Linked DNA regions of Sus scrofa: region 2 is linked to region 1. Evidence: chromatin contacts called from public Hi-C data. All regions are on one chromosome and are shown on one strand. Each heading gives the region's core, a stretch centred on a gene start, on an enhancer-like site or on the middle of the called end of the contact. The rest is flanking DNA. Distances are from core to core; before and after follow the strand shown. Region 1 has its middle 61 kb from the start of NETO1. Region 2 overlaps NETO1 (neuropilin and tolloid-like protein 1).

Region 1 (4,408 bases), core at 84-2,583:
AATAAAACAAAATCTCTTTGACCCCTAAATTCTTTTCCCATTACCACTCTCTTGGCTCCCACCTGCAGAAAGTCCAAGAGTGGCTTCACCATTCTTTTTTTTTTTTTGGTCTTTTGTCCTTATAGGTCTCCACCTTCTGAGACTCTGAGGGAGAACCCAGCTGAACCCATTCGGACCTCTGACCTACAAAACCGAGATATAGTAAGCAGATATTGTTTAAAAGTCTAAATTTGTAGTAATTTGTTAAACAGCCACAAGAAACTAAAAGAGATTGGAAGGCATTGCAGTTTTTCAAGACAAGTTTGGGGTAGCGCTCATGAAGAGGGTGCCATGAGAAAAAGGATTTGTAAAGGTGAAGAAATCAGGCATGTGAATATTGGGGGTAAGAGTGTTTTAGGCAGAAGGTCAACCAGTGCATGTACATGGGGTGAAATCCTGGGAGCTGGGGACTGTGGGGCGGGGGGGGGGGGGGGCAGACAGGAGGCTGGAACAAAGTGAAAAAGGGGGGAAATGTAGGGGAGGTAAGAGAAAATGTAGAATGGGGGGCAGATCATATAGGGCCTTGGAGACTTTGTAAGGATTTTGGATTTTCACTGAGTACAATGGGAAACCAAAGCAGGACTTTTCAATATAGAAACATCATAATTGACTTTGTATTTACAGGAGCAATAGTAGAAGAAGAGGTTTGGGGGGGATGAGACAATGAAGGTAGAAGTTGAGGTGCACAAATTGGTTAGATTTTGGAAAATGCAGCATTGCTACATAAAACGCAAGCAAAATGCAAGTGGCTTATTGGAGTTAAGGTTGGAACTGAATGGCATTGCTTTGATCTGCTGGGTTTGTCACCAGTTTGTGATGGTTAAAGTCGTGTATCAGTTTCGCTCAGAATTATGTCAAACATTGCCAAACATTCTAGATATTTCAGTGAAGTCCTTTTTCAGTTGAAATCAATATTGGTTAAGCTTTGTGTAAAGTTGATAACTCTCTAAAATGTAGTGAGCTTTATCCAATCAGTAGACTTCTCTAAAAGAAGGGGGTGTTCTTCCAGCGGAAGCCCTCAGAATTGAACTGCAGCTGCTCCAGGTTGCCAGACTGCTGGCATGCCCTGAAGATTTTGGACTTGCCAGCCTCTACAATCATGTGAACCAATTCCTTGAAACAAATCTCTCTCTTTGTGTGTACAGTTGATCTTGATCAACTCAGGGGTTAAGGGCGCAAACCCTCCACAGGGTCAAAAATCCACATACGACACTCTTTGGCTCTAGGTATCAAAGGTCCACATTTTTGATCCACCCAGCCATGGATGGCATAACACCACAGTATTTAGCAATGAAAAAATTCATCATGTAAGTGGCCCATGCAGTTCTAGCCTGTGTTGTTCAAGGGTCAACTGCATAATTATGTCCTGTTGGCTGTGTTTCTCTGGAGAACCCTAACTAATACAAGGTCTTGGTACACTGCAGATAAGAGGCACCTGGGGAGATGGGGACAGTGAAAACCTTAACCTGAAGTGTGTTCCTTTATTATTAAGCTCTACTTCGCGTCAGAACTTGGTTAGGCCCCTGGGGATGCAGCAGGAGGAAAGGAGAAAGTGAGATTCCCTGTCTGACTTTGCCCCTGCTCTGCACTTGGGAAATAGGACTTAAACACTCTAGGTTTCAGGTTCCTCGATTAAAAATAGGCATTTGACTAACCTTATTCTGTTGTTGAGAACATTAAATGTCATAATGCATATAAAGTATTCAGTATGCACCAGGTTCCAAGTGAGCTCTTAAAATGACAGTGTTATTATTACTGTCTCCCACTCAAAGGGCACTTTGTGGCTGCCATGACTGTTCACAGTACAAGTGGTAATAACGGTAGAAGTGATAATAATACCTTACGCTGATTTGACTCACTTAACATTTTAAAGAACTTTCATACATTACTTCCTTATTATGCTACGGATAACCTGTGTAGATAATTGTGCTTTTAATTTCAGTGGAAACCAGAAAAAAGTTACATGGATTTTTTTATCCTCACTTAAGTATGGGGATGTATCTGTCTGTATAGTCAAACTTAGTCTGGATACTGTGGATGAAATTTTATTTGGCTGTTATGATAAGCAATCAGGGTTGAAATAATTATTATTCTGCCAAAGGTCAATAAAATGCATATGAAGATATTTAAAAGAAGCATACACAATTTCTATAACAATATTTTAAGGGAGGCGTTCCCATCGTGGTGCAGCGGAAACAAATCCAACTAGGAACCATGAGGTTGAGGGTTTGATCCCTGGCTTTGCTCAGTGGGTTAAGGATCTGGCATTGCTGTGAGCTGTGGTGTAGGTTGCAGATATGGCTTAGATCTGGCGTTGCTGTGGCTGTGGTGTAGGCTGGCGGCTACAGCTTGGATTCGACGCCTTGCTTGGGAACTTCCATATGCTGCAGATGCAGCCCTAAAAAAGACAAAAAGACAAAAAAAAAAGATTTTAAAGGACAATTTTTTTTGAAAATTAAAAAATGAATATTCAATAGAAATTTTCTGCACATTAGCACCCAATTGTGCATATATTGTGTCATTAATAGAACTTTGCAAAATTGCTTTAGAAACAATGTCAGCTTTCCTTGGGTATTTTCCAAAGAGTTTTACACCAGAAGCTATTTCATTATATTTTAATTGTTTTCCCAAAGACTAATTTGATTTTATTTAATACTTACTTTAATTGAAAATACTGAAATAGGATTACTAATAATAATGGCCATACTTATTCAGTACACAATAGGCAGCAGGCAATAAGACCAAGGTTTTCCCGGCATTATACATGTAAACATCACTACAATTTTATGAATAAGATATCCTTTCTCATTTTCCAAATGAATAAACTTAAATCTAAGGAGGTCAGGTATTTTTCCTAAGGTTTTGCAATTTGTATGGCAGAGTTGATATTTGAATTTTGTTGTTCGAGTCCATGTCTAAAGATAGCAGAGCAGTCAGTAATTCTTAAATTTCATTACATGAAAGGTACAAAGAGTATCATCAAAATGCAGATTTCCAGGACTACACTCCACTGTCGCTGGATCAGAAGTTCTGAGGGTTGGGCTCAGGACCTGATAGTGCGAAAACACAACTCAGGTAGTCATCCTGGGGCGGGGGATTGGAGAGCCACAGTTTGATAAATAAAACACCATGTGGTTGTTATGGAATTATTAAATTATGGTTAAATATAATTTTCTGTTGTACAAGTTTTTATGCTAAGTCTCTATCCATGAAAGAGTTCAAATTTCTGTCCTCACTGCTGTATTAAATATGTTATTATTTTTAGAAAGAAAACATTGGGTTCATGTCTTTCCTAGGCTTCAGGCAAGATTAATGTGTGCCAGAGCCCCAAGCTCTTTCTTCTACCTTCACCTTCTAAGGTTTTACGAATAAGCACTAGACTGACCTACTTCAGAGGGACTTAATGAAACTTGGAAGAGTGCTGATGACCTTGTGTTTTTTGCTTTTTTTTTTTTTTTTTTTTTTTTTTTTGGTAAAAGTCAGAATTACTTCTTCCCATTTATCTTCAAGATCTTTTTGTTTTCTAATATTTCAGGCTACTTGTGTCTAAAATGCCATGAAGACTTCAAAATATATTTGTGTTTGCATGTGTATCCGCTTGCATATTTAATACATTGTCATCAATGGGTTAAAACATTATGTAGTGGTGGGGTAAATGTGTGTGAGGGTGTTTAGGGCGGTATAAGAAGAGCTTGCTGTTATAGCAGGGCTAGAAAGGGATGTAATTAATTGATCTAACATTTTAAAAAATATTCATTTTATTTAAGTGATTTACGAATTCTAATTCAGTATTATTCCAGCAAGCATACTTAATCTGACAGGTTCCTGCCCTAGGAATTACTTGATTAAACTTTTGTTGACTTTGCAAAATTTGATTTGTGTTAAGTCTCTAGCTATTTATATCACTGATGCAAATAATTGTTTTATATTAGAGCAGGAAAGAGATTTTTATTTGTTTTTAATGCACATGTTCTAGTGCTCTCTTGCTTTTAAAATAGTTTAAAATGTATTTTCCCCTTTAAAAGAAAGTGGTGAAATTAGTAGGGAAGATGATAGTTTTTGTAAATAAAGAAAATGGTTCTCAGAGGACTTACATGGCTGGTCCAAGATCATACACACAAGAGGTGGGGCTGGGAAGACATTCAAGCCTGTGGATTCCTTGGTTAGTGGTGAATTACTCATTTGGTCTAACTGGTCTAGGCTCTTATCCATTTCCAGGATGTTTAGTTATGTGTACTGATGTCTACTTACATGCCGTAGGTGAAGGATAGTTATAAAAATGGTGTCCTCATGTTATTTCCCCAAGGAGTTTTGTCTGAAATTCAGTATTGCCCATCTCATTGTCATTTCCTGTTGTCACTGAATTATA
Region 2 (4,633 bases), core at 2,060-4,559, 140 kb after region 1:
TTCTGATTAAAATAAAACTGTAAGTATGAAAACTTGTAATTGATTCCAGATAAGTTAGAGGAAATAAGGAGTGTTTGGGTAAAAATGCTCAGCTGTGGGAAATGGTGCATTTACCTTAAGAAAGGATAATAACATTCCAAAAAATTCTTAACCACAAATTGATCTGAGTCGTACATCTTTACTTTCTACCATCCACAGGGGGAAAATAATAAGGTTGATTACAATCAAGACTGTCTTGTGAGACTGAGAAAGAGAAGGAAGTCCTGGTGCTTTCTGAACTACTTCCATATCTTCATTCTGGGAAATTAGTGTGTCTTTGTTGTTTTACAGATCTACTTGCGGTTTTTGGACTATGAGATGCAGAATTCAAATGAATGCAAAAGGAATTTCGTGGCCGTGTATGATGGTAGCAGCTCTGTGGAGGATCTGAAGGCCAAATTCTGTAGCACCGTGGCCAATGACGTCATGCTCCGCACGGGCCTGGGGGTCATCCGCATGTGGGCAGATGAGGGCAGTCGGAACAGCCGATTTCAGATGCTCTTCACATCCTTTCAAGAACGTAAGAATCCCTGCACCTCACTGTTTGTCCTTCAAATGTGTCATGTGATGCAAATCTCATAAACTGTTAATGGTGTTTTCTTCATGCAGTTTGAGCACAGCAGGGTGAGCCTTAATAAGTTGTTAAAATCGCTGCGATTCTATTTCCTTCACTTTGATCCAGTGACAGGAGGGTTACAGATTACATTTTGATTACTTATTTCAGCATATGCATCATAGCTTTGCTTAAGACAGTTCACACTGTTCAACTGGGAAATGATGAATTTTGTCTGTCTTTGGCTTATCGCTTACGAGGCTATAGCACTGATGAAGGTTGAGTTCAATCTTAAAAACCTGCATAGAAATATTTGGCAGTTCTCTTTAGTAAGCTTCTCTTGCAGTCCTGCTGATTTTGAATAGGTCTGTGACTACAGAGTTCCAATTAAAAAGCAGGCAAAGAGGGAGAATTGCTTGGGAAAAAAGTACATAGAAAAGGTTTCTGAAAATATTTTAAATGGTGTCATGGATGATACTCAGAGTTATGGGCAAAGCACAGCAACTTTGGAAAATCATGTTCTAACAAATAATGAGTCATGTTAATAGACATATATTTGGAATGTTCCTCAGAAACTGAATGATTCATATTTAATACATTTATACAAATGAAAAATAACCCTAAGAAATTCAGCTTTATAAGGACTGAATACCTTGTCATTTGAAACTATGCTTTTTTTTAAATAGAAAAGACAGCATCTTTTTGAAATGTCAGGGATTTGTCAGTGATAGGCATAGCAGCCACTCTTTTTTCAATTTGTAAATGTTAAATGTGTTAGACGATTATTTTATATGGTGAATAAATTGTTCTCTAATTATCCAGTTAGAGAATTCTAGGGCACCAGAAGTATTGAATGTTACTCTGTCTTTCTAAATCTTGATACCATCCCAGGGAATGTTAAATCTCCCAGCACTATTGCAAATTTAAACAGCCTGTTGCTATCTATGTCTTCATTTCAATAGTTGATCAAAATGTTAGAGGAGGTAGTGCATCTTCATTTCAGCAAGGTACAGACCAAAAAACAACAAAAAAAAACCTTGTCGTTTTCTTGCTTAGGATTCAAGAGATTCAAGAAAGCACATTTGGTGTTTTTGCCAATGATTGTTCAACCACATCCAATCCACTGCACCTTTGGTGAGGGTCAGAGTGTACCTTAGTAAATATTTTTATCAGTTTTGGATAATCATGGATTGAGAACTTCTTTCTAATTTAACAGGTATGGGAAGGGTAATTAATTTTTGAAATGATGTAAATCAAGTTTTTATTATTATTATTATTATTATTATTATTATTTCTTTTTTGCTTTTTTTTAGGGCCGCACCTGCAGCATATGGAAGTTCCCAGGCTAGGAGTCAAATCGGAGCTACAGCTGCTGGCCTACACCACAGTCACAGCAATGCAAGATTCAAGCTGCATCTGCAACCTACACCACAGCTCATGGCAACGCTGGATCCTTTAACCCACTGAACAAGGCCAGGGATCGAACCCGCAACCTCATGGTTACTATCAGATTCATTTCCGCTATACCCCAATGGGAACTCCATTTTTTTTTTTTTTTGCTAAGTTTAAAAAAAATGTATCAGGAAATATGTAATTTTTTATCACAGCTACACCATAAAAGTAAGGATAACTTACAATATACATTCTTACATTTCATATATCAAATAAAGAACAATAATATAAAGGAACCCTGACTCTTAGGGTTTTGTAAGATTTTTATTACACTCAAACTCACTATTAGCCAATACTTTTCTAATAATCAACAAAAAACGTCTTACGCAGTATTAGCTTATACTAAGGAAAATACAAAAAAGCAGCTCAAAGAAGATTTTCCCCCCCCCCCCGCCCCGCCCCTGGGAAGCTGCACTGGTCAAAATGCAAATCACATAATCACATAGTCTGTTCTTTGTTGGGTGTTATTAACGAGGAGCAGAGTAGTCAATTAGGAGAGGTTGACCAGGATGCAGAAGCATCTAGAATCATGAGAAAAGGCCAAAGGAGAAATATGTTTATCTTAGAGATTTCTTTGTTCCAAATGTGATAACTACCTTACACTTAGGTGGGTTATATGGATTAAGGCCTGAGAGGTAAGATTAATGTTTGTTTAATTAATGATAGGAAATCATTTGAGTGTAATTCAGGAAAAAAAAAATGCCCAGCTAATAGCAGCTGCAATGTTACAAAATCGAATGGATTCCCACAGAGGATATTCCACAGATGATATGGGAGAAATCGATTCTTATCTGGCAAGAATGGGGCAGGGAAAGTGCCTAAGTTGAGTCCGGGTAAATGAGACGAGGCTAAGGTCTGAGGTCCCTTTCAACTTGAAGATTAAAATCTGTGAATCTTTAAAATTGTGCTTATGTAAGAAATGGTGAATTATGTCATCCTGTATATATATCATTAGAACTATTTCAGTTTCAGATAAAAGAGTTTTCTTGCTGTAATTAAATGATCTCCGGAAGTCATCCAAGTGGGTGGACATTCAGTGACTAATCCAGAAGAAACTGTGTATTTTTCCTAAGAAAGCACCCAACCCTTTATGTTCCTACATGGTGGTTGGATGGTCACTTTCATTTGAATGAGTATTATAATAGCAATTTCTGTGACTATCTCATTAATTCACAGTGAGCTTTGATTGAAACAAATCCATCCTCTGTGTCATGTTGCCTGTGTAGTTTTGTTATGGTATTTTGTTTTTTCTTCATTGACTAAAACTGCAGGATTCTACTATTCTATGCCTAGGATCAAAGTCAGCATGTGATGAAACATGTGGGTGTAGACTAAATATTTGCTTTGAAATCAGGTATTCCAGATAAGGGATGAAAAATTTCAAAACAACATGAAGTGGACTTTAATCAATTCTTTTATTCAAAAATGAATAATTCTAGGAGTTCCCGTCATGGCTCAGTGGTTAACAACTAGGAAAAACTAGGAACCATGAGGGGCGGGTTTGATCCCTGGCCTTGCTCAGTGGGTTAAGGATCTGGCGTTGCCGTGAGCTGTGGTGTAGGTTGCAGACGCAGCTCGGATCCCATGTTTCTGTGGCTCTGGTGTAGGCTGGTGGCTACAGCTCTGATTCGACCCATAGGCTGGGAACCTCCATATGCCGCAGGAGCAACCCAAGAAATGGCAAAAAGACCAAAACAAAAAAAACAAACAAAAAAAGACAATGATTCTAATCTTTATTCCACACACACACACACACACACACACACACACACACACACAGAATAAATATTAGAGATGATATTTTTCTTGGTTCCTTCATTTATTAGATGGTATCCCCAGTACAGTGTTGAGAAGTTCTCAGGATGTAGTCAGCAATATTCTAACATCTGTCAAAATTTCTTATTTTAGGGCCATAGGATATTTTAGGGGTTAGATAAGATCTTAGAAGCCATCTATTTCAGTCCCAACCATTTTATGAATTCAAGCAGAAAAAGAAATGACCCAAGGAAGTTAACTGACTTTCACTGAATACCCTCAATGCCATGAGTCATGATATATTAACAGCACTGAGGCAAGAATGTAAGGCCTGGATCCTAATATCAGAAAGTCTCCTGTGGGTAACTCTGTCACATTTATAGAATCAACAAGGCTCCCATTTTCTAAAGATGATGATAGTGATGATGGTGGTGGCAGTAATGATGATGATTCTGGTGATAAAACTAAGTAGTATCTTTGCACCACTCATGTAGCTTATAGATGTCAGCATAGTTTTACTTGCTTTACAAACCGAATTTTTATTTTTTTGTCATATCTATTGCATCTTAATGTTTACATTTTATGCTTACTTTCTATACTCATATGTCATACAGTATCCCACTTTCATGTGACTATAATACTAGACCAAAGTAGAATCATAACAAGGGGCCTCTGCTCTGGGACATACTAATCCAGGGACTAATGCATGTAAATAGGGATATATTTTCAAATCATTTTGTTTTGACATTTGTATCTGAATAAGTTACAGAAAAGGGAAAGAACGGGTGTATGAGAGAGGTATGGAAATTCTTACAATGAGTCATTGGACTCTGA

Evidence for each region. Hi-C and Micro-C count contacts between places; a contact is called where the count stands out from the background.
Region 2: a contact with region 1 is called in a Hi-C map of liver, with 10 times the contacts expected there. The contact joins two enhancer-like sites. A contact is called at or near these places in 1 of 5 promoter capture datasets (liver) and 3 of 47 Hi-C or Micro-C datasets (all in liver).

What each region holds. Positions count from the first base shown.
Region 1 is chr1:150,648,193-150,652,600 of Sscrofa11.1, forward strand. No RefSeq gene overlaps it. Among named protein-coding and RNA genes, the nearest start is that of NETO1, 61 kb to the right of the region's middle. Within about 2 kb of position 1,334, at least 1 of the 83 cell types and tissues checked has an H3K27ac peak or open chromatin away from gene starts, as enhancers often do. A contact at or near this core is called in liver, where this site is marked.
Region 2 is chr1:150,783,697-150,788,329 of Sscrofa11.1, forward strand. NETO1 (neuropilin and tolloid-like protein 1) reads left to right here. Exons shown (of 11, transcript XM_021099207.1): 7 at 331-559. Among named protein-coding and RNA genes, the nearest start is that of NETO1, 75 kb to the left of the region's middle. Within about 2 kb of position 3,310, at least 1 of the 83 cell types and tissues checked has an H3K27ac peak or open chromatin away from gene starts, as enhancers often do. A contact at or near this core is called in liver, where this site is marked.